2 separate regions of the Sus scrofa genome follow, and region 1 is linked to region 2. A link is a contact called in public Hi-C data. All regions are on one chromosome and are shown on one strand. Each heading gives the region's core, a stretch centred on a gene start, on an enhancer-like site or on the middle of the called end of the contact. The rest is flanking DNA. Distances are from core to core; before and after follow the strand shown.

Region 1 (3,192 bases), core at 488-2,987, 280 kb after region 2:
CTGCTACTGTATGACAGTCAAGTCACCTGACCCCTCAGGTGTAAAGCCGGAGGCTTGGGCTGGATAATCTAAATTTAGAACCAACATGCTAGGCTTGTGAAAAATGCTGACTCCGTGAAGGTAAAATATTGTCCTGTGTCTACAGATTCAGGCAATTTCAGGCATTTACAAGGCAAAGCAAGGCTTGGATTTGTTGAGATGAGAGCTACTCCACAGATTTCCATTCAAACATGGAAATAAGGCAAATAACATCAACAAAGAAATAGGTCTATTTTATGCAGTATGAAATTCCCTCTTAACTTCCCAAATCACAGTTACATCTTAAGGCAAAAATGGCACTCAAGTGCCACTAGGAGACTTGAAAAAAATGTGTGGTGTTTCTTGGGTACCTTGGCATTATTAGGAAACACCCAAGTGTGTTAATTAATTTTATGCTTATAACAAAAAGAAAAAAGAGTACTGTCTCTATTTTTGAGTTCAGGGAATGGAGGTGTAAGAGATTTTGTGGCTTGCCTAAGTCCCACAGTTAGTGATTGGCAGAGGATTTTTTTTTCTTCCACCTATTTTTGGCTGGCCTGGGGCATATGGAGTTCCCCGGCCAGGTATCAGATCCCAGCCGTAGTTTCAACCTAAGCCACAGCTGTGGCAACACCGTCTCCTGTGCCTGCTTGGCCAGAAATGGAACCTGCGACCCAGCGCTCCCAGGAGGCCAAGGATCCCATATCGCCAGAGTGGGATTTTAAATTTGCCTGTGCATTAAGTACAGGTTTCTGGAACCTCAGGAACCTCTTCTATGGAGCTTTATAAATCAGGAGGTTGTAGTCCACTAACATGAGGCAAGCATGCTGTGCTTTCTCTGGGCTGGGCCCTATGTTGCATGCTATACATGAATTTTCTCAGCCTTCACCAAAACCGTGCAAATTAGGTACTTTTAATAATTGCTTACTTTTTTTTCCTGCTACACCTTTGGCATGTAGAAGCTAGTTCCCGGGCCAGGGATCAAACCTGTAACATCAGGTCGCAAGAATGACAACATTGGACCCTTAACCACTAGGCCACCAGGGAACTCCAGTAATTGTTTACACTTTGTTTTTGTTTGGCCAAGCCTGCGGCATGTGTATGCTCCCGGGCCAGGGATCGAACCCAGGCCACAGCAGTGACCCAAGCAGCGGCCCAAGCTGCTGCAATGACAATGCCGGATCCTTTACCGCTGCGCCACAAGAGAACTCTAGTCGTTTACTCTTTGAAGGACAGCCTCTGCTCTGAGACCAACCCGTGGAGCTGAAGGATTTGATTTGGGCGTTACCTTTGCCAGGCAGATCCCTGCAGCACAGATGGGAGTCTGGGGAAATTTGAGAGAAAAGTGGTGGAGTGTCTTGGTTTTGGGTCCTCTGAAGCAGTGAGGAGCCTCTCTACCTGTAGTCTCTGCACACCACTGTCTCTGAGCTCCCCAAAGCTGTGTGCCACTTTGCGCCCTGAGATTTGTGTGTCTCAATTACCGTGTACGGTTCTCGCTTCCCATTCAGACCCCAGAGCAGGTGGAATCAGTGTTGAGGGCGCAGACTGCAGCGGTCCGAGTCCGGAGCTGCGCACGATGGCAGCGGCTCTGGCCCCCGCGATGCTCGGCCTCGCCAGTCTGCGCGATTTCCGCATCCTCCACTAGCCAGAGGATCCAGGGGAGCAGCTTCGGTCCCCACAGCTCAGCTGACCTGGAGGCGGGGCCGAGAGCCGGGGGCGTGGCCGGGGCCGAGGGCGGGGAGACCTCGAAGCTGGGCCCTTCTGAAGGCACCGTGGCTTCCGCAGCCCTCGACCGCGCGGGGGTTCTTGCCCTGCGGGTGTCTGCGGTGCCAGCCACTGGCATGTGCCTCCGCCTGCTCCTGCTGCTGGCACTGTGCAGTGCGGGCCCCGCTGCCGCAGCGCTCACCCTCAGTTTGCGGGGAAGCTGGAGGATCCGCAGCGGGAACGGCTCCCTGGAGCTGCCCGGGAAGGTTCCCGGTTGCGTGCATAGCGCCCTGTTTCAGCGGAGGCTCATCCAGGTACTATCTGCGTCGCCTGGTTGGGAGCCTGCGCTCGCGTCCCCCTTAGTGCTGAGAAGGGCCCAGAAATGGCCTGGCAGTCCTGAGTACGGGACTCTTCTCCTCGGTTTGGCACTAACTTCCCGTTTGCATCGTGTGGTTTGCAGGGGGAAACGCCGAAGAGGCAAGTGTATCTACAGTTGAAGAGCACAGCTGGGGTCCGGGCTGATTAGAAACTAACCTGTCTGTACAGCAGTAACTCAGGAAAGCGGAGGTTTAGCCCGGGTAAACAGCTCTAACCAGGGTGTTATTGCCATAGTTATCTGCTGAAGGGCGGATAGAAAGGCTATACCGACAAAGCCTAAGGCGGGGGATTATTGTTTCAACTACCTGAACACTGCAGGGGACTATATTCAGCAACGTCTCAGTTTTTCACTTTTGCTGTTAGACGCCAGGGAGACAGATTTGGAATTGACGCAGTGGCACGTAGGTTGAGGAAAAATGAGACCTACAAGTGTAAGGTTAGGGTCGTCAGTGCTAAAGTAAAGGCTAAGTAATTTATTTATTTAGCTTGTTAGGGCCTCACCCGCGGCACGTGGAGGTTCCCAGGCCAGGGGTCCAATCGGAGCCACAACTGCAGGCCTACACCACAGCCACAGCGACGCAGGATCCGAGCAGCGTCTGCGACCCACACCACATCTAACAGCAAGGCCAGGGATCGAACCCGCAACCTCATGGTTCCTAGTCGGATTCGTTTCCGCTGCACCCCAACGGGAACTCCCAAGGCTAAGTAATTTTTAAGGCTGGTTGAGATGTGGAGAAAGATGCTGTTTCCTCTCAGGGCATGTGGTATGATGTGTGTGTCCCAACATTCTTCAGTTTATGTTCTTCTTGTTGAGGTTGTTTTCCTGTTTGGCTGCCTGTGGGCAGAGGTTTGCAAACAGACTGCCACCTTCCACTGTTTTTTGGTTCCAGATGTTGCACTTTTTTTTTTTTAAATCTGTTGCGCATCTGTTACGGCTTTGCCTGGACAAAGTGTGCTTGATAAGTAATTTTGCATGCATCATCCCAATCCTTATAACAGCTCTGTGGAGTAGGTCTTAGCTGCATTTTATGGATGATGTGGCGTTATGGAGCCCAGAAAAGTTCTAAGTGGCAGAAATGGAATTCTAAGCCA
Region 2 (3,024 bases), core at 52-2,551:
CCATCTATTATAATTGATTTTTAATGTTTGTTAATCACAATTAACATTTACTAAGTACAAGTAACATTGTGCTGATGGTTTAACATGCCAAGTCCTTCCTCCTCACAATATCCCTGAGGTAGGTGCTGTAATTATTTTACAGATGAGAAAACTGAGGTTTGTAGAGTTAAGTGATTTACTTAGCTAGTGAGGGAAAGTAGCACAGTTTTGACTCCACAGTCTTTGTTCTGAGCCACTGTGATCATTATAAATACTCTTAGCTCCAAGAACAAAAATATGATCTAAAGTTTGTTTTTCACATATAAGAAGTCCAGAGGAGTTAGCCTAAGGCTGTTATCTTGGAGCTGTCTTCAAGGAACCCTGTGCTTTCTCTCACCCTGTTGTCTTTAATGTATGCTTCTGACCTCACACCAAAGTCACAACACGGCTGCCATGTCCCTAGGCCTTGTATTGCCTTACACAGGAAAAGAAGGTAAGGTCAAAGTCAAAAGCCTTTCAGAGAAGCCTTACCTTTCTATCCAAGAGAGAAGCCCTCTGAGATTTCAGCCCACATTTCATTGGCCAGCTCTAGCAGCAAAGAAGGCTAGGAATTTGAGAGTTTTTTTCCCAGGCTTTACAAAATAAAAGGCAGGGTAGAGAGAGGTGGGTGGGTGCTGAGTGGGCCTACTTAAATAGCACATGCACAAAAGAGCCTGAACAATCACTGGGCTCAATTACACACTTGATGAAGTATGAGTTACTAAGCCTCATAGAGAAGGTTCACATGATCCAGTTCGTCCTTTTCATTCTGATATTTCTTGTTCTCTTAGAGTCAAACTTGATTTTTTTGCCCTTACTCAACAGGTACTTTGAAGTTTCCTAGATATACCCCACATGGTACACCCAGGATGCCTGCATTCTGCCACTAAATATGTATTAGTGTCAGACTGTGTATGACAAAATAACCATATCTTAAAAACACACGAGGATTTTTGTTTCCGTCCCTCAAAACAATCCAGGTCAAGGGCCAGGAAGAAAAGCTCCAGTACCTTCGATGACCCAGATTCTTTCTGTTTTGTTGCTAACTTCCACATGAAATGTCTGGCTCGTCCAATCGTGAATGTCCCCAGAGCTGCATATAGTCATTGCAAATAAAAGAGAAGGGTTTAGGTAAATTTGGTGAAGAAAATGATTTCCACATTCTAAGAGAGCAATAAGATGCTTTTCCACTTTTCACTAAGTACTTGGAGTTAACAGTTCTACCTTAGCCCCACTAGATGGCAGCATATAACATATAAAGTATGTGCATGTGCGTGCCCTTTTCTAAAAACTGGAGCAGTCTTAACTACAAATCCCAGGATGCATTATTGGGTACATGACTTCCTTCTGCACAAAGGTCTTAAGTTTGTTGTGCGCAGTGCAGTGTGATTTGGAGGACGCCATCACTTTGCCGCTCTAAAGTAAGATATTTATGTTTTAAGTGAAACTTGGAACTGGGAAAAGAAGAGGTTTAATTGTCAGATATCTATTACTTTGTTCTGCGCATTACTTTTCAAGATAATTTTAGTAAGAATCAGGATAGGGATGGGTTTTTAACAGGTTTGAAACTCAGAGTTGCCAAAGAAGAGAGGATTTTATAGTGTCTGTAAATGGGGGTTTTTTTCCTGGCTAATGAAGATAGAGTTTCTGAAAACTCTGTTTGTGTCTCTGCTAATCAAAAATTAACACCTTGGGAGTTACGGTCAAGGTGCAACAGAAACGAATCCGACTAAGAACCATGAGGTTGCAGGTTCGATCCCTGGCCTCAATCAGTGGGTTAAGGATCCGGCATTGCTATGAGCTGTGGTGTAGGTAGCAGACTCAGTTTGGATCTGGGATTGCTGTGGCTGTGGTATAGGCTGGCGGCTGTAGCTCTGATTCATCCCCTAGCCTGGAACCTCCATATGTCACAGGTGCGGCCCTAAAAAAGCAAAAAAAAAAATAAAAAAATAACACTTTGATTCCAAAATTTAGAGTAAGAAGTCTATCTTGTCTGGTTTTCACATTGTATTTACTGAAAGTTTCCTCATCTCACCAAATGATTGCACTCGTTTTTTCAAGTAAATCCATTTTAGTGTGATTCTGCAGTTTTATCTAGTAGTAAGGCTTTGGCTCCAAAATCTGGTCCCAGAAAGACAGAGAGGACAGCTAGGGGGAGGTTTTCAGAGTGAGTAAAAGGACTGCTCTTTGCTTCAGCAGTTGTTTAGTAAGTGCTTCTCAGGGTGTCAAAGATTCCCAGGGAAACCTTTGGCATTTGCCTCCACAGTGCCATGGGCCAAAAGTCACTAATAACAGTAGCGTAAAATAACTTTTTAATACAACATACTCAAGATTGGGGGAGGGAAGATTAATGGGGGGGGGTCTCTTACTTCCTAAGTTATTGAATACATTTCTCAATGCTTACCCTGTTTTAAGTGAAAATATATACTCGTATATGGGAAAAAAAAAAAGTAAAAATTCATTTCATCAGAGTAGGTCAGGCACTGTGAAAGACCAGCTTCCCCGTCAACACAAGAACATCGGTGAAGTCGTAAACTCGTCGCTGGAGTCAGTTCTGGGACGCATTGTTAGTCCGGGGCCCTCTGAGAAGCTGACTCCAAGACAGAGTTAAACACGCCTGGGTTTTATTAGGGGAAATGTGGGGTGAGAGAAAATGAGGGAACCAGATAAGGCTCGGAGCGCCGATGAACCACGAGGGCAGTGGGCCGGCAAAGGAAGGAGCGTGGGACGCCGGGCTGGGCTGATGGGCGCATCCTGCGGGGTCCTGCAGTTTCTGGGAGGGTCCATGAGGCCGGCGGGAGGGACTCGGTGTGTCCCAGAAATAGGTCTGGCTTAGTATTGAGGCCGCTCTCCGACACCAACTGGAAATGACCAGGGGGAAGTAGCCTCGGCACAAACTCAGCGATGGGTTTGAGAGCGCAGCGCCGGCCTCCTGGTCGGTTACCGGGTCCCTGTTCTACAGGCTCCTGGTGCCGCGTGGGGTTTAGAGAGTTCCGCTGGGTGTGC

The links. A called contact is a pair of places that touch in the nucleus more often than the background predicts.
Region 1: a contact with region 2 is called in a Hi-C map of fetal liver, with 2.2 times the contacts expected there. The contact joins the promoter of MANBA here to the promoter of BDH2 in region 2. A contact is called at or near these places in 2 of 5 promoter capture datasets (fetal liver and liver), 5 of 47 Hi-C or Micro-C datasets (fetal liver, liver, omental adipose tissue and 2 more) and 2 of 2 datasets of contacts at active chromatin or transcription factors (alveolar macrophages and skeletal muscle).

What each region holds. Positions count from the first base shown.
Region 1 is chr8:118,249,385-118,252,576 of Sscrofa11.1, forward strand. It overlaps MANBA (beta-mannosidase), which reads left to right and starts at 1,738. Exons shown (of 18, transcript XM_003129294.6): 1 at 1,738-2,036. The coding sequence starts at 1,860.
Region 2 is chr8:117,968,612-117,971,635 of Sscrofa11.1, forward strand. BDH2 (3-hydroxybutyrate dehydrogenase type 2) reads left to right here and starts at 1,302. Exons shown (of 10, transcript XM_003129285.5): 1 at 1,302-1,439.